5 separate regions of the Mus musculus genome follow, and regions 1, 2, 3 and 4 are each linked to region 5. Evidence: chromatin contacts called from public HiChIP or PLAC-seq, Micro-C and promoter capture Hi-C data. All regions are on one chromosome and are shown on one strand. The core of a region is the stretch at or near the end of the contact, and the rest is flanking DNA. Distances in the headings are between cores, read along the strand shown.

Region 1 (3,294 bases), core at 349-2,848, 580 kb before region 5:
TCAAAATCCTTTGGAGAACACAAATGAACTTCACTTTTGCTAATGTATTTTTCCCAGTTCTGCTGTAAAATAAAGCACCTGAGTGTGTCTGACACTGGTGTCCACACACACACACACACACACACACACACACACACACACACACACACACACACACAGAGCTCAGGACTGGCACACAAAAGTCACATTGTATTGGTGACACAGGAAGAGGAAGGACCTCAGATAGAGGTCCCTGAGGCATGAGAAACCTGCCCTAGTCAAGATGCCCTGTCTCCTGTTCACTGTGGTGGCCTTTGCTCCTGCTTTGCCATTGTTGTTCAGCACTCTCCTTATGGAGAGTGTGATCTTTTGGCCACGTGGTACTTCCTTAGTAGCGACTGACACCTATCCAACAATGCTGTAATCTTACTGTGCCCCAGAAGCCTGTTTTGCCAGTTAAAGTTTTCCAGAATCCTAGCCACTTGTCTTGGAGTTAGATCCAAAGCTGGACCTTCTGGTTTGCCTTCTCCTGATTTCCAGGCCTGGTTAGCTAGAAGGAAGTGTCAGAACATGTCTGCAGATGCTGGGAAACCATCCACCACCGTCAAGCATGCTGGGTGATTAAAACTGTGTCTGAGTGCAGGATGGCCTCAAAATCTGTGATCCTCCTGCCTCTGCCTCCCATGTGCTGGGATCATCGGTATTAGTGATTGCACCAGGCCAACATGCATGGTTTATTTATTTAACATATTTTTGGCAGCAGGAACAGGGAAGTATCCAGAGTTCCCAGAGTCTGAAGGTACAATACTCTCCAGCTATCACTGTTGGAAGATAAGACCTGATTTACAAGTAAGCACACCCACAGATGGCTGCTTCTGGTCAATTTTCTTTTAAAAATTAACTATTTTATGTGCATGGGTGTTTTGCCTGTAAAGGCTAGAAGAGGGCATAGGAGGCTTTGGAACTAGAGTTACATTCGTTAGCCATCACATGGGTGATGGGCTTTGAACCCAGAGCCTCTGGAAGAGCAATCTCCAGTTAACTGTTGATCTTCTCCAGCTCCATTAAATTTGTCTTTGAGACAGGGTTTCTCCATGTAGCCCTGGCTGTCCTTGAACTCAGAGCTCTGCCTGCCTCTGCCTCCTCCGTGCTGGGATAAAGGTGATTACAATCTTAGTCTCCATCTTGCCTCCCTTTGTTCTGTTCATGTTGCATGCCAGGCATTGTGCTGAGTTACTGCCATGTATGTGAATCCTCACAAAACATGAAATAGAGTTATTCCTTTCAATAGAAGAAACTCAGATGCCAACAAAGGTCAAATGGCCAGTATGGTGAACCTTGGGACCTGAGGCCAAGCCTAGGTCTTTTCCTCAAACACCGCGACTATCCCTAGTATTTGCACCTGTCTACTTCTACCTGGGCTGTCAGCATCCATCTTTCCAACCTAGTTTACCCTAAAGGAGAAAACAGCTGCAGCACTGGGGGCCTGGCAACTATGCCTAAGCCTTCTATGAGGTACTAGGTTTGTTATGAGTGTCAGCCTTTCCACAGCTGGCATGTCATAAACCCACCTGCCAGGTCACAAGTGGCTCTGCACTGTATGGCATCACCTTTCTTGATTCTGGGTTCTAGAATTTTAGAGACACCCAGATGAAGGGTATTTCTTCCTCTCCTGTTTCCCCCGATACCATCAGGTAAGAGCCATGATTTTGTGTTGTTCACCACCAAACCCTAACACGTAGGTAGGCAAGAGCAGCCAAACGGATGTGCAGGATGAGCTAAGAATGAGATTATTAAATTCCTGACTGCAATCCAGGAGTGGTGGCGCACGCCTTTAATCCCAGCATTTTGGAAGCAGAGGCAGGCGGATTTCTGAGTTTGAGGCCAGCCTGGTCTACAAAGTGAGTTAGTTCCAGGACAGCCAGGGCTATACAGAGAAACCCTACCTCAAAAACCAAAAAAAAAAAAAAAAAAAAAAAAAAACCCAAAACAAAAAACAAAAAACCCTGCCTGTAAAGCACACAGCACATTATTAATTGGGTTTTGTAAACATAAACTGTGGAGAGCTGTGCCCGTTTCCGTTTCCCACAGATTAAAAGAAGGCATCAAGCTAAAAACAAGTTTGTTTGTTTTTTTAAGATTTATTATTATATGTAAGTACTCTGTAGCTGTCTTCAGACACACCAGAAGAGGGCATCAGACCCCATTACGATGGTTGTGAGCTACCATGTGGTTGCTGGGATTTGAACTCAGGACCTTTGGAAGAACAGTCAGTGCTTTTAACCACTGAGCCATTTCTCCAGCCCCCTAAAAACAAGTTTAAAGCAGGGTATTTTAGATACTCAACCACCTCTACTACTCAATCAAAAGTTGCCAGACACGTTTAAGCTGAGAAAAAAGTTTTAATAACACATACACATACATTCAGAAGACTTTAAACAAGACAGTATAAAATTTTAAAGGAAAAAAAAAAACCAAACCACAACACATTGCATTTACTGCCTAAGAGCTAGTAGATTAACTGGCTGACAAGAATGCCCCGGGGAAACTGAGGCACAGATGAGGTGCGCCTGCACCATAGAGTAGGCATAGCCACGAGATGGGATTGTGCTGACTCACGCCCCCACCACCTGTAGCAGACCCTTGCCTCCTGAGAGACAAGCCAAGAAAGTTCTCCAACCCAGCCGCTTGGCGATGAGTCAGTTTGTAAATGGAAAAACACTCCTGGTTTCAAGACTCCACACATTACTGTCCCCACCAACTGTGTCTGTTCTGATTGGGGGGAAAGGGGAAGAAAACAAAACAAAACAAAAAGCCAAACAAACAAAAAACAGAGCCTGGGTGGTAACTTATCTATCATTACTGGGGATATATATATATATTTCACTTTTCTTTTTTTTTTTTTTTTTGTGAAGTCGAAGCAAGCTATTACTTGCATTAAAAAAAAAAAAAAGCCAACCTTCTGAAAGGTGACAAAGGCACCGTTGCCATCAGGACAGAGACAAAACAATGCACAACACTGACTGCAGAGCTACACAGGTGATCTTGAGCATGGAAAACCTTTTCACTTGACATGTGTTACAGAACTGTACTTTCAGGTAACAAGAAAAGCAGGTCAGGAAAGGCAAACAGTTACACACAAAAGCATAAACACAAGTACTTTAATGTTCAGCTTGCAGTAAGGGTAAAAAGTTTGACATCACACATCCAGAAAATGAGACAAGGATTATTTTTGGCACAGTAATATTGCCAAACACACCACCGCTCAGTGCAAGCTCGTTTGCCCAGTCCCAAGTATGGCCTGACAGTCTCTGT
Region 2 (3,261 bases), core at 273-2,772, 730 kb after region 5:
GACTGTTAATAAACATTTCCGCCTCCAGGGATGCTCCACTTCAGTAGCTAGCAAGGTGAAAGAGACTTAGAAATCTAAAGGCTGGTATCTGGAGTCTTTCCTGGGGGAGAAAGTTCTAAGGTGTGGGTCACTGTAGGACAATGTAGAGTATTATTTCTCACCATGAGAAGTCATTGAACTGAGATGATCATTTTAGGACCATAAAAAAGTAAATATGATAAGAAGAGACGGGATATAGCAGGCATTGTCATTAATTTGTCAGGGAAGAAAATTGATATTTTAACAGGACTGGGGGGTGGAGGCTTTTTTGAGATCTATTCATCTCTCAGAGAAAAGTGCAGGGTAGCAAGAAGTCTGTATATGATGTGGGGAAGAATTCTTAACCCGAGGTTAACGGAATCTCCTTCACGCTGAAACCCGAAATAAAAAGCAGTTTTGTGTGTGACTGGGGATGGGGTTGGGAACTTAAGAGCTTTATTTTCCAAGAGATCACGACACAAACGTTAGTAACTACTGCCAAAGATTAGTTGAAAGACCCGTCCGCCGAAGGGCTAAGCTTTAGAGAGGAAATGGAAAAGCCTCCAACCGTTCTAAGGAAGCGCTACGAAAAGATGGAAAAGTTTGCAATTGCGTCATCATCTCATTAAAATAGGTTGTAAAGGCAGAGCTAGAAACTGGGGAAGCGTGTGCAAACACGCTGCTGAGAAGGGAGCCTGAGGTAGCCTGCAGAACCAGCGAGCGGAAAGGGGCCCTCGCTCCTCAGTAGAGGCTGAGGCTCGAGAGTCGCTTCAGTGCCCGCTTCTGCTCAAGGTAGTGGCCCTGAGGACCAGACGTCCCTAGCATCGTTTTACAACCGGGGAGCGGTTCTCAAGAAGCAGCAGCTCAGCGGTCCCGGAGAGAGAGAGCGGACAGCCATCAGACCCGGTGGAGTTTATCAGCAAGCGAGCTCGGGATACGAAGTTCAAGTGTATGTCTCGGAACAAGCTCCACTCCCAGGCATCAGCAGTTGCTCTGCCGCGATTGGGATGGTGCTCCAAGACCCTGACACCTGTCGTCGCCTCCGAACCATCCCATTTCGCCTTCTCCTTTCCCAACGCAGAGTCCACCCAATGAGAGCTCATCGGTCCACCCACTGGAGGGTTCACTAGGCGGCTTTGGGTGGGAGGCCCAAGGCGAGCGGATCTGCGCTGATGGCACACCACTCCAGAGCCACCCGAGGCTCACAGCCGATCTCCCCTAGCGGCGGGTTGGGCCGTGCCAGGGGACGCAGGGTCCGGGCTGACTCCGCCCCCGCCTGAGATCCCGCGGGAACAGTCGCACCGTGCTACTCGACACCCGGTGCACGCCAGAGCACGCGTCCTAACGGCAACCGACAGCGGTTTGACCTTGAAGGTCTGGCTGGCACCGCCCCCTCTCCCCGGCAGTCCCGACCGCCACGCACGCCGCGCCGGGGTACAGCCGGGAGCCGGTCCCTGTCCTCCAGGCGCTTCTCTCCACATCCAATGGAAGAACGAAGTGGTTCGGGCCAATGGCCACCGCCAAAGTAGCTAGAGCGGTTGAGCCTATCAAAGTTCAGCTTTACGTTTCTCCCGCCTCCGAAACGCTAGGGGCGGGTCGATCGGGCAAGTCCGCCAATCAAGAGCCAATAAACAAGACGCTTCCAAGATCAAAGGGGAAGGGGTGGGACCTACGGGACTAATGACAAGCTATCTGACGAATAACACAGATACATTTTGGCTCCGTAAAAAGGGGGCGGAGACACGTTAGGGCCTACACCAATGGCTGTCTGGGGGGCGTGTCCTCGGGGCCAAGCGGGAGCCGGAGGCCCCGGGCTCTCTGGGCCGCGCCTGAGGCGGACGCAACGGGGCCGGGGGGCGGCGGCAGTGGTGGCGGCAGCGGCGGCGCGTGTGGGCGCCGCGGCTGGCCGAAGTGGATGGAGTTGGAGGGGCGGAGTGCAGGCGGCGTGGCGGGAGGACCAGCTGCTGGGCCCGGGCGGAGCCCCGGGGAGTCGGCGCTGCTGGACGGGTGGCTGCAGCGGGGCGTGGGCCGGGGGGCCGGCGGCGGGGAGGCGGGGGCCTATCAGCCCCCTGTACGGCTGGATCCGGAGTCCGGCCCGGAATACGAAGCGCTGCCGGCTGGAGCCACTGTCACCACGCACATGGTGGCGGGCGCCGTGGCAGGGATCCTGGAGCATTGCGTGATGTACCCGATCGACTGCGTCAAGGTGAGACCTGGACCAGGCTGCGAACCGGACCTGGGGCTGACCCGACCCTGAACCTTGTTTAGAGCCAGAATCCCAACTGAGACCCAGAGCTGATAGGTTTCTTCCTGGCTCCTACCTCTACACACGGTTTGAGCCAATACTCCGTGCAAGCAAAGTCCTGGCTGGTAGATGAGCTCAGTCAGGAACCAGGACTTACTTCTAACGGTCAGTGAGGCGAAGCAAAAATCTTGTCAGCCAAAGACTTGATCCCGATTGGGACTAAGCAGGGATGGGATGGGATTGGGGGGGGGGGATCCCGAAGCACAGGTAAGTCTATAACAAACCAGCTGGCATGAAATCAGACGGTGAACTCTATCCGATAGCTTGGGTTGAGATGTGCTTCGGGTCGGCGCTTTCACAAGCTCCTTGCTGCGTCTTTCCTTTAAAGTGACGGGGCAGGAACCGGAATCTGGGATCTCTCAGCTAGATAAAAGTACGTATTAAATCTTAACCTGGGAGTGGTTGAAAAAAAAATCATTGTGCAGTCAAAAGTGAGAGTTCCAGACTGGAATGGATGTGGGAATAAGGCATGTTAAGAAAAACGGTTTCGGTTTCTCTGCGAGGCAAGATTGGTAGCCCATCTATTTCCTGAACGTAAAAATTGAGCTGGGACTAAGATTCTATGTTGAGGGAGCAAGTGCATCAGCCCCTTACACAACAGAGGTGAAACTGATAGTCTCTTTCGTTGGGCCCCTGAATTTGACAAAAAGGAAAACAGCTGGAGGGAAGTGTGATGATATTAGAAAGCAGATGTGGAGAAACAGAATGAGATTATCAGGGTACGCTCAGGGCTGGACGTAAAGCCAACTGCATCCACAACCAAGCAGGACGGTTAATACACATACAGGTCAGGTCTCTGGGAAGAAGCCTGGGGGAAAATGGAAACATTGTTTTTCCTTGCTGTTCTTAGACTTGTGCTTGAGTCGAGATGCCAGCTACTGAAAGGGCAGTAACTTCAAGGGGGTTCTTGAAATCGTCGATGCTTTCTTTACACCACT
Region 3 (3,306 bases), core at 629-3,128, 520 kb before region 5:
CTCCACTGAGCCAGTACTCAAGACGGCAGCCTGAGCAATCCAAACCCAAGGCTGATCTCCTTCTCTAGTGTACATTTTACTGGTAGCATTAGAAGAGCAGTGACCATCTTTCCTGGTTTACCTAGACTCCACCAGTATGTTGAGAGAACCTAAATGATGAGTGACAGGTTATGGGAGAATACATGCATTTGTTTACAGAAAGTCAATTACATTAGGTAAATTAACTCTACCACTGAGTAAAGGAAGAAATACTAGTGAAGACACATGATGTGCCTATTTCTGGCAGTGGAGAGGTGCAAAAGAACCCAGAAGCAGCAAATTAAAACCAAGATATACTTATATTTTTACTAAAAATTAACATCATACCCTTCCCCTAAAGTATTAAATCTAATACTACTCTCCAATACACCTGAATGGAAAAATGACTTTTGGTAAACCATGAAACTATAAACGAACTCTGTAGAGGTAAAATAATTGTTTCCTAAGTTCAAGCACACAGAAATATCCATTACTTATGTATAACTGGTTAAAAAAAATTATGACAGTTTTACAAGCCTTTAATCTGAAAGTGCTGGAACCAAACGTGTTAGAATTCTCAATTTATTGGATTTTGGAGGGGAAATAACTTGAATGTATTATGTGCAGCCCCCAGCAGGATCTGGCGCTGCAACCTGTAGCCAAAATATTACTATTTCTCCAGCAAAGCTTATCAACACTCACACTCAGTACCACCCACAAACCTTATATTAGCTCTGATCAACCTGGCTTGGCTGCCAAGGCGGCTGTGGTAGGAAGCAATGAAAATAGTTGTTTTTCACAGCCTTCTGTCCTTCAGAATTAAGATAAAGGATTGTGAATCTGTGCTACAATATTAAAGCATAAACTTAAAACGTCTGTTACCAATTCTTAAAAAAAAAAAAAAAAAGACAGTACCAAGTTCGTAGATAATTTGAATGTTTTATTGTCAGAGGATGTCATATGATGAAATTCTCCATCATTACATAGCTCCCAGAAAATCCTTACCATATAAAAAAAGAAAGGAAGAAAAAGGAAATAGAAAAAGAAAGGTCTGTTGGTGAGGGAGAAAGTCACTCAAAGAGAAAACAGGCGCATTCCAAAAATGTTTTTAGTATGAATGGTCGTGTACACTGTACTATTAAGTAATTCGTGGGTTTTCCTTATCACATCTTACATAATTAAACTCAAGAAACCACCAGGATCAGAACGATCTAAATAGAGGCTTCGAGAAGGGAGGGCCCCAGGGCAAGCGCTCGAAAAGGAGAAAAACAACCTTCTACCTAAAGCGGGCTCTCCGCAGCCATCTAGGCTGGTGGTCACTAGACCAAAAGCAACACCTCAACTACAGAAAAGGAGACTTCAACTCCCAGAAGCCCCCGCGCGGAGGCGGGGCGAGGGCTTGCAGGCCCCAGAACATCAAGGCCTGAGCTCGCTGAGGATGGCGGGAACTGAAGAGCAGCCGTCCGTAGTCCTCCCCTATACCCGTGCCCCCGCGACCCGGCCCCTTCTCAAGCCCTCTGCACTGTACCTGTCCCCAGGACTCTCTGTTCTTTTTCCCGCTGCAGCAGGGGCGGTACTACCGGGTCTCAGATGGCAGCGCGGGGGCGACGACCCCGGGGCTGGGGATGAGGGGAAACCTGGCCTAGCGGGCATGCAGCGCCTTGTCATGTCGGCGCCGCTGGCGACGGCGGCATGAGCTGTGGCTGGAGAAGCTGGGTGCGTGGTTGCCGTCTTGCTGCTGGGACTCGGGGAGGCTGTCGGTGCAGAGGTGGGCGGCACCCCCTACTCTCTTCATGGCGGTTCTCTCTTCGGAAGTGACTCCGGTGTGAGCGGGAAGGAACCTGAGGACCATCAGGGGGCGGGCCTTTCTTGAGGTGCCGCGTCGCGATTGGCTGACCTGAGGGTCACTCTGGTGGTAGCGCAATAGAAAGCCTCCGCCTGCCGGGAGAGGGCGGGTTTTTTGGAAGGGGGAGGGGAGATTGAAAACTGCCCTCCCCGGGCCCGTCACGTGCGCCTGGGGCGCGCGCCTCCTCGTCGGGGCCGCGGCGGCCTTGGCCGGTGCGTGGGAGTGGGAAAGAAGAGGCAGTGGCGGGTGTTACGACAGCTGGCGACAGCCGCCTGATCGAGGGCTAGGGGTGAGATTTGCAGAAGTAAAACCGAGCCTGCAGCTGTCTGTAGTGAAGATGGCCAACATTTGTGACGATTGTGCTACAGCTGCCCTAATATTTCATAGTCACTTTGGCATCTTAGGCCAAAATGCTGTCACCATTTCCTTTCTGTTCCTTCTCTTATAATGTGATTTGACCGTTCTGTGAGGGATCTTCTATACTGTGATATAGTTGTTCCGTTTTTTTGTTTTGTTTTGTTTTGTTTTGTAAGGGAGGGGGCGGGGGAGCACTCAGTCATTGAATTAGACATTTTTATTCTGTCAAAGCGTTTTGTCTCTAATGGGTTTCCCCATGAAGTCGCAGCACATAGACTTCTTTTCCTTATCAGTAAAGGACTTGTGCTTTGAAGAGGCTGTTAGGTTGGATTTCTTTAAGTTTTTATTTATGTATATGGTGCTCAATTTGCATGTATGCCTGAATGACAATAGAGCATGAGGTTGTGAGCCACCTTAGGGTTGGTGGAATTGAACTCAGGACCTCTGGAAGTAGCAACTAGTACTCTTAACCACTGAGCTATCTCTCCAGCTGGGTTTTTTTGCAGACCGAGGAACTGGTCAGAGTAATTTAAAACTTCACTTCCCATGTGTATAGAATGGGTATAGTTACTCACTTCTCTGGGTAATTTCCCTTGTCCCCCCCACTTCCCCCCCCCCCCCCCACACACACAGGGTTTCTCTGTATAGCCCTGGCTGTCCTGGAACTGACTGTAGACCAGGCTGGCCTTGAACTCAGAAAAATGGCCGGTCTCTGCCTCCCAAATGCTGGGATTAAAGGCGTGGGCCACCACTGCCCATCTTCTCTGGGTAATTTTAAGTAATAAAACCCAGCAATGTAAACAGGTTTAGATTCTCTCGTGTAATTGGTACAAATACAAGATTCTCTTTCCTTTGGGCTTCAGATTTCCTGCAGTACCCGGCCAGTTTTTTTTTTTTTTTTAGGGAAGGCTTGTAATCCTATTGTAATCCTAGTACTTGGGAGACGGAGGTGGAGGGTCAAGAGAGAAGGCCGCGGCTGTGCTGATAGTTCATGGTATAAAGGAACTTGCTTTCATGACCCAGGACCACATGGCAGAAGGAGAGAACTGATTCAGTGCGGTGAGCTATCCTATGACGTCTGTCAG
Region 4 (3,425 bases), core at 892-3,391, 740 kb before region 5:
CAACAGTGGGCTCGTAGTGTGGGTTAAAGTCAGTCATCAACACTGACCTGGCCTTAAGTAGGGGAGACAGATAGGCTCTGGGTCCCCTACCTCCCTCAATGAGAGGACTTAGGTTGTATTACTGAACCCCCTTGACAAGAGTCCTTCCTCCACAGTAACACAGAGACTCCTTCCCATTTCTGCTGTGGCCCCAAAGTTTGGTTAGGGCCCCTAGGGACAGCCTCTCTGCCTGTGCTGTCTGTAACAGAAGCAGAGGGGCCTAGGGTAACTTTGGGTAGCTAGGACAGGTTTAGTTGCTGTAGACTGTTCTTTTCATTAGCCTGCTTCAGGAGCCCCATCCACAAGCATCGGCCTAAACCTACTACCTCCCCTCTCTAAGGCCCAGACAGCTAACTGGGGCCCAATTCCTAACAGCTGTGTGCCCATGGGGGCCTGAACCTTCCTGAGGCAGCTCAAGGTCTAAGGATCCAAGGACAACTAAAGGCAGCCAGCGGGAAGTGGGCACCGAGGAAGAGGGTACTCCAGAGCTAGGGCAGAGAGAAACGGAAGCCAGGTCAGAGGGAGCTAGGGTGGTGCAGAGAGCAAGGCCGCTGGGCCAAAGAGTTCGTCCTCCTCTCCGGGAGTTGTCCTCCAGCCAACCCTCTGGTCAGGCGGGTGCAATATTTACCACCCCCCAAATAAGAGAGCCGACCCCTGGGAGGGATACCGAGGATGAAAACGAAAATTGGCCCAGCCTTGCGCTGCCACTGACTCTGAAGAATCTCGGAGGTCCAGGAAGAAAGCTCTGCTCCTTCACCCGGGCTTGGGGCCTTTGCGGATCTGCAGCGGCCCGACCCGCACGCCACAACTCAGAGCACGTGTGTGTGTGTGTGTGTGTGTGTGTGTGTGTGTGTGTGTGTGTGTGTGTGTGTGTGTAGTAGGGGACGAGAGGTAGGAGAACCTTTTCTTATGTCTAATTATTCTGTCTAATTCTGGGGCTCTTGGCCTCCGTCAGGAAACAGCAGCCAGGACAGAAAAAAAAAATTTTTTTTCTCACACGGGCATGCAAAGCCTAGACTGTTGACAGAAGATGGTCCTGAATCTACAGTCCTCTACCTGACTGGGCCCTGGGATCCCGAGAGGGGACCAAGCTTTGCTTCCACGAATGGGGTCCTAGAGGAGAGACAGAAGAACCCAGGCTGCAAGAACTCTTGGAGCGATTCTGAGCACATAGAATCCTGAAGGCAGCTGAACTTAGGAAACGCACGGAGAGGCGCTAGGCGACCTGGCGCTCAGAAAGAGCTTCAAGGAGCCATCAAGCAGGGTAGTGGGTAGCACAGAGACCGAGCCACGGCCAGGCGGGACGCGCGCGGGCCGGACTCACCTGTGAACCTGTCCTTTGTGTATCTGCGGTTACTCTCCATCCAGGGAAAGGTGAGGCCGGTGAGGTTGTTGACACCCGGCACCGCAGGCACAGAGGGTACTGTAGGCAAGCCGGTGGCCAGGGGCTGGGGATGGGCCACAGCTCCAGCTAGCGGCCTGTGCGCGGGCACCCGGATCACCCCTGCAGCGCTCAGCGCCCCGGCGCCACCGGCACCCCCGCCACCGCCGCCGCCGCCCGGACCGGGGCCGCCCGCCAAGGCCATGTTCACGTTGTAGGAGCCGGGCAGTGGGCCCATGCTGCAGGCACCGCCGCCGCCGCCCGCCGGACCACCAGGACCACCTGGGCCACCCGCGCCGTAAGCGCCAGTGCCCCCGGCCCCCGCCCCAGCAGCGGAGCCCCCGCCGCCGTAAGTGTAGGCGCCTCCAACCAAACAGCCAAGGCCGTAGTCTCCATCCTGGAGGCGCGAAGCGGGCCCCATGCAGCCGCCCTGGTCGGGGCTGTTGAGGATCTGGTCGATACCGAAGCTGATGGGCTCCGCGTGGCCCGGGTGGAGATGGTGCGGACCCAGGTGCTCCATGCTGGCCCCGGCCCCACGCGGGGGCCCGGGCGCGGGCGATCGCTGCGCTGGACTACCCGGGCAGCGAGTCGGAGCGCGGAGGCAATCGCCACCCCAGGCTGCGCTGAGACTTGAAGGCGAAGTGCGCAGAAGGGCCAAAGTAGGGGGGAGGGGAAGGAGAGAGGGGGAGCTGTATTCTTCCCCTCTCCGGCTTCTCCTTCCCTTCTCCGGCTGCTCGCTCGCTGTTGACTCTGGGACATCAATCACCGGGCGAAAAAGCCCTGAGCGAGCGAGCCTAGCTGTTTCGGCCGGGTCTCTCCATTGGCTGTGCGTGGAGAGGAGCGGGGTGAATGACAGCGCGGGGGAGGGGTTGGGAGGGGGGAGAAGGAGGCCAGGAGCCCAGACAGATGCCGGAGCCAGAGACAGAGGGACGGAGATCAGAGCTCTGAGTAGTTCCAGTGAAGAGAAAGGAGGAGGGCTACAGAGAGAGGTTTAAATGAGAAAGAAAAAGATCAGGAAGCAGCCATTCCCAAAGACGAACAGACAGACGGACCAAAGGAGAGGGAAATCAGAACCTTTCCCAGACCTGGTAGGACCCACCCCCTCACTTTGAACAGGGCCGAAGGAGTCCAGCCCACTAGGCCCCTGGGGACAGGTGTCCTGCCCAACTGGAGAATCTCCCCAAGGGCTGAGCTGGGAAACACCTGTCACTCAACCAGGAGATTTACTGCAACTTCAAGTCCAGCTTGTTAGAAAGTAGAAGACTGTCTACTCCCCAGGTATGGAGCCCGGGCCCCGAGGCAGGACGGTGAGTTCAGGCTTGTCCTTTAAAACAGGTCCTATGAAGAGCTGGCTATATATTGTTATAAAAATTAGCAGCCACTCCAACTCAGTCTCTTTAGAGAATTTAAGGAAACGAAAGTCAATCCTGAAAAGCAGTCACAAGCCAAAGGATTACTTTGGGGCTTGTGCGAGGGTGCCCGTTCCTCAAGGTACCTCTTTCATTTTGAGTAAACAGAAGCTCGCAGAAGCAATTCCTACGACCCGACCCAAGTGAATGGCTCTGGGTTTGTGAGAGAAAGGACTTAGTTCCTTGCTTTTAGAATCTTTGGAGGGAAGCCTTGGGTCTTAAGGCTGTGGGGGCGGGGGCTGCTGGGACGAGAATCAGGGAAGTGCGTCCAGGACAAATTTAGGCCTTTTCAAAGTTATGCCTGTGGCTGCCTGGCTGAGAGCCCAAGAGAAAAGAAGGAAACTCCCTTCTTTTGCTTCCTCTCTTTCCCCTCTCCAGTCGGGAAAGGTCTGCTCCCTCCTAGGAGCCAAGTTCTGAGGGAAAAAAAAAAAGCATAGGTTATGAATTCTGATCTATTTCAGGTCCATTCACTGCTGAACCTTCTGGGAGGTCTCTAACAGGCAAAACGCTGGCCTCACTCCTCAGCAAGTCTCAGTGGAATCTAGTTGTTTTGGCCACTGTCTGACACTGTCACTTGAAGGGCCTTCCTCAAAGAC
Region 5 (3,211 bases), core at 670-3,169:
TCCAGTTAGAGACACTGAAATCAACTCTCTCTTACCCAACGTTTTCTGGGGCCCCAAAGCTTTCTCACTAGCATAGCAGCTTGATTTTGGAGAGAGGTAGTGGACTCCTATACTGCATGCTGTCTTGGGTCTGCCCTTGTCTTTTCTGGCAAACGTGTGTTACAGTTTAGTCCAGGTAATATCCCCAGATCTAGGGGATAAGAGCAGAATGAGGGAATAGGGGAAATTCCCAGGAGAACCTGGCTGCTGCTATTGTCAAACAGGTCTATGTAACCCTGAATGATCTACAATTTGCTTTGTAAATTGGGCTTAGTGGCACAAACCTTTATGCCAGCACTTGAGAGGCAGAGACAGGCACACCTCTGAGTTTGAAGCCCAGCCTGGACTACAAAGCAAATTCCAACATAGTGAGAGCTACATAGAGAAACCGTATCTTAAATTTTTTTTTCAGAAGAAAGAAAGGAACTATGTAGAGTAGGCTGCAAAGCCATTGATATCAGACAGACAGACAGACAGGCAGGCAGGCAGGCAGGCAGAAGAAAAGCGAGAAGAGGAAAAAAAGAAAAGAACTCACTATGTAGACCAGGCTGCATTTGGCTTTTTGAGACAGAGTTTCTTTGTGTAGCCCTGGCTGTCCTGGAACTCACCTTGTAGACCAGGCTGGCCTTGAACTCAGAAATCCGCCTGCCTCTGCCTCCTGAGTGCTGGGATTAAAGGCATGCGCCACCATGCCAGGCCTGCCTTTACCTTTGAGCCACTCATCTGATACTCAATTCCTAGCTCCACCATACACTGGCTAAGCGTGACCACAGGTAACCTCAACTCTTTTAAATTTCACTTCCTTTTTAAAAAGACCGAGGAGCTGGACCCAGCTCAAAGGCAGACACAGATCTATGAAGCTTGAGGCCAGTTTGGTCTACACTGTGAGTTCCAGGACAGTCAGAGCTTCAGAGACCTTGTCTAAAAAGAAACCAATAACAGTAAGTACCAAGGAATACCTACTGCTCAGGGTCAGTGTGGGTTCAACAAAAAGGAAATTCTTGAGACTTCTTAGGGATCGCAAAGTGCCTGTTTGCTATTCGCACCGCACACTCAGGCCCTTTGATTCCTTAGTCCCTTTTCTTGGAATCTCAACGTGAGGATCTAAGGAGCTCTCAAACGTCCCGTCCCGTTTGAGGAGAAGCAGCTAGGATTGGGCTCTGGCTCCCAGCAGAGGCGGTCCCCGGCAGACGGAGCCCAATGAGTGAGTGCAGTTGTAACTCAGCGTGTGCTGTCAAGAACGCAGCAGCAACCGGATGCTGGCTGAAGGGATACACTATTGTTTTCCCGGGTCAGAGCCCTGGGCGCACCCTCATATCCCAGTCTCCCGGGGTTTCTCTTTGCTGGTGCCTGGAAGTGGGGGTAGATGTGAAGTTAGACCGAGTTGTGAGTGGCGGTAGCCAGTGTCTTCCTCACTTCTTTCGATGCGATTTCCCCAGTGAACCATTTGCTAAGCGCCAGACCAAAGTCCTAGGCTTGCACACAATTCCTACTTGGAATCACGTTATCCTGCTCTTAAAGAAAAGTCACCCATCAGCCCACAGCAAAGAGGATAAGGAGAAAAAGAGGGGAGGAGAGAGCGAGAAGCTAGAGGCAGAGGGAACAGCAGATTGCGCCTAGCCAATGGAAAAGGCAGGACAAGGTGGCACCAAATTCTCTTTGGCCAATGACAAGACGGGCTTCACAGGAGGCACATTAGCATTTATCCCCAGGCAGGGGGTTGGAGCAGCGCGCCCTGTTGATGCCTTCAGCATCCCGGCGCCTCCAAGGTCTACTCTGGAATCTACTTGGCTTTCTTTCCCGTTCTTGGTCCCGCCCTCTCTCTCTCCCTCCCTCCCTCCCTCCCTCCCTTCCTCCCTCCCTCCCTCCCTCCCTCCCTCACCTCCACGCCTGGCTTCCTTGGCTAGCTATCTCTGCGCTCTTTACCCTTTGCTGGCAGCCGATAAAAGGGGGCTGAGGAAATACTGAACACGGTCATCCCATCGCCTGCTCTACCCTTTAAAATCCCAGCCCAGGGAGATCTGTGCACAGCCAGACCGGGCTGAACACCCATCCCGAGAGTCAGGAGGGCAGGTTTCCAAGCGCAGTTCCGCCACTCGCCTACACCAACGGGCTCCGGAACCGAAGTCCACGCTCGATCTCAGCACTGGGAAAGTGAGGCGAGCAACTGACTATCATCATGCCGGCCCACATGCTCCAAGAGGTGAGCTTCCAGAAGCGGCCCTCGCTCCTTGCACTGGCCACGCAGCTAGGTGACTGGTCCCGGGAGGAGAAAGTTGAGAGTTCTCCGGACTACTGGGCTTTCTCGAATTCTGACGTGACCGGTTGGTTGAGAGGTGTAGATTGTAATTTGGGCAGATGAGTCCCAACTTTCGTGCCTTTAGCTTTAAAGCAGCGGTTCTCAATTTTCAAGATGCTGCGATCCTTTATTTACTACAGTTTTTCATGTTGTGGTGACCCCCTCCCCCCCAACCATAAAATGATTTCGTTGCTACTTCATAACTTTAATTTTGGTACTGTTTTGAATCGTAATGTAAATATCTGTTTTCCGATGGTCTTGGGCTGCCCCTCTGAAAGGGACATTTGACCCCCAAAGGGGCTGAGCGTGAGACACAGGTTAAGAACCGCTGCTTTAAAGAAAAGCCCGTCCTACCGATACTTGTATAACTTACACGGGGATCCCTTTGTGTGTTACTGAGGCTATAAATGTTTCATTCTTCTTTCCTATTTCTCTCTCTCTCTCTCTCTCACACACACAACACACAGAGAGAGACAGAGAGAGAGAGCCCCACAGATCGGCCTCCCCCGACTGAATTTTTTCTTTGCAGATCTCCAGTTCTTACACGACCACCACCACCATCACTGCACCTCCCTCCGGAAATGAACGAGAGAAGGTGAAGACGGTGCCCCTCCACCTGGAAGAAGACATCCGTCCTGAAATGAAAGAAGATATTCACGACCCCACCTATCAGGATGAGGAGGGACCCCCGCCCAAGCTGGAGTACGTCTGGAGGAACATCATTCTCATGGTCCTGCTGCACTTGGGAGGCCTGTACGGGATCATACTGGTTCCCTCCTGCAAGCTCTACACCTGCCTCTTCGGTGAGCAGCGCCCCTTGTCTTGGGCCAGTGCCTCAGATTTCTCTTTGCTCTCTAATAAGGTACCCTCTGA

What was found. Promoter capture Hi-C pulls out the DNA fragments that hold promoters and counts their contacts. A called contact is a pair of places that touch in the nucleus more often than the background predicts. HiChIP or PLAC-seq counts read pairs in DNA pulled down with a chosen protein or histone mark.
Region 1: an H3K27ac HiChIP or PLAC-seq map of extraembryonic endoderm stem cells shows a contact between it and region 5, with 3 times the contacts expected there. The contact joins the promoter of 4930414N06Rik here to the promoter of Scd1 in region 5. A contact is called at or near these places in 2 of 115 datasets of contacts at active chromatin or transcription factors (extraembryonic endoderm stem cells and hepatocytes).
Region 2: a Micro-C map of embryonic stem cells shows a contact between it and region 5, with 6 times the contacts expected there. The contact joins the promoter of BC037704 here to the promoter of Scd1 in region 5. A contact is called at or near these places in 1 of 39 promoter capture datasets (cranial neural crest), 1 of 484 Hi-C or Micro-C datasets (embryonic stem cells) and 1 of 115 datasets of contacts at active chromatin or transcription factors (pancreatic cancer cells).
Region 3: an H3K4me3 HiChIP or PLAC-seq map of embryonic stem cells shows a contact between it and region 5, with 15 read pairs. The contact joins the promoter of Slf2 here to the promoter of Scd1 in region 5. A contact is called at or near these places in 1 of 39 promoter capture datasets (neural stem cells), 1 of 484 Hi-C or Micro-C datasets (embryonic stem cells), 8 of 115 datasets of contacts at active chromatin or transcription factors (embryonic stem cells, epiblast stem cells, extraembryonic endoderm stem cells and 3 more) and 2 of 9 other capture datasets (adipose tissue and pancreatic islet).
Region 4: a promoter capture Hi-C map of embryonic stem cells shows a contact between it and region 5, with 8 read pairs. The contact joins the promoter of Tlx1 here to the promoter of Scd1 in region 5. A contact is called at or near these places in 2 of 39 promoter capture datasets (both in embryonic stem cells).

What each region holds. Positions count from the first base shown.
Region 1 is chr19:44,982,854-44,986,147 of GRCm38.p6, reverse strand. 4930414N06Rik (RIKEN cDNA 4930414N06 gene) reads left to right here and starts at 1,598. Exons shown (of 3, transcript NR_040294.1): 1 at 1,598-1,673. It overlaps Slf2 (SMC5-SMC6 complex localization factor 2), which reads right to left. Exons shown (of 20, transcript NM_001081225.2): 20 at 2,362-3,294.
Region 2 is chr19:43,673,439-43,676,699 of GRCm38.p6, reverse strand. It overlaps BC037704 (cDNA sequence BC037704), which reads right to left and starts at 1,522. Exons shown (of 1, transcript NR_045645.1): 1 at 1-1,522. It overlaps Slc25a28 (solute carrier family 25, member 28), which reads left to right and starts at 1,819. Exons shown (of 4, transcript NM_145156.1): 1 at 1,819-2,224. The coding sequence starts at 1,934.
Region 3 is chr19:44,929,691-44,932,996 of GRCm38.p6, reverse strand. Slf2 (SMC5-SMC6 complex localization factor 2) reads right to left here and starts at 1,878. Exons shown (of 20, transcript NM_001081225.2): 1 at 1,547-1,878. The coding sequence starts at 1,686.
Region 4 is chr19:45,149,431-45,152,855 of GRCm38.p6, reverse strand. It overlaps Tlx1 (T cell leukemia, homeobox 1), which reads right to left and starts at 2,141. Exons shown (of 3, transcript NM_021901.3): 1 at 1,364-2,141. The coding sequence starts at 1,940.
Region 5 is chr19:44,406,417-44,409,627 of GRCm38.p6, reverse strand. Scd1 (stearoyl-Coenzyme A desaturase 1) reads left to right here and starts at 1,919. Exons shown (of 6, transcript NM_009127.4): 1 at 1,919-2,242; 2 at 2,868-3,141. The coding sequence starts at 2,219.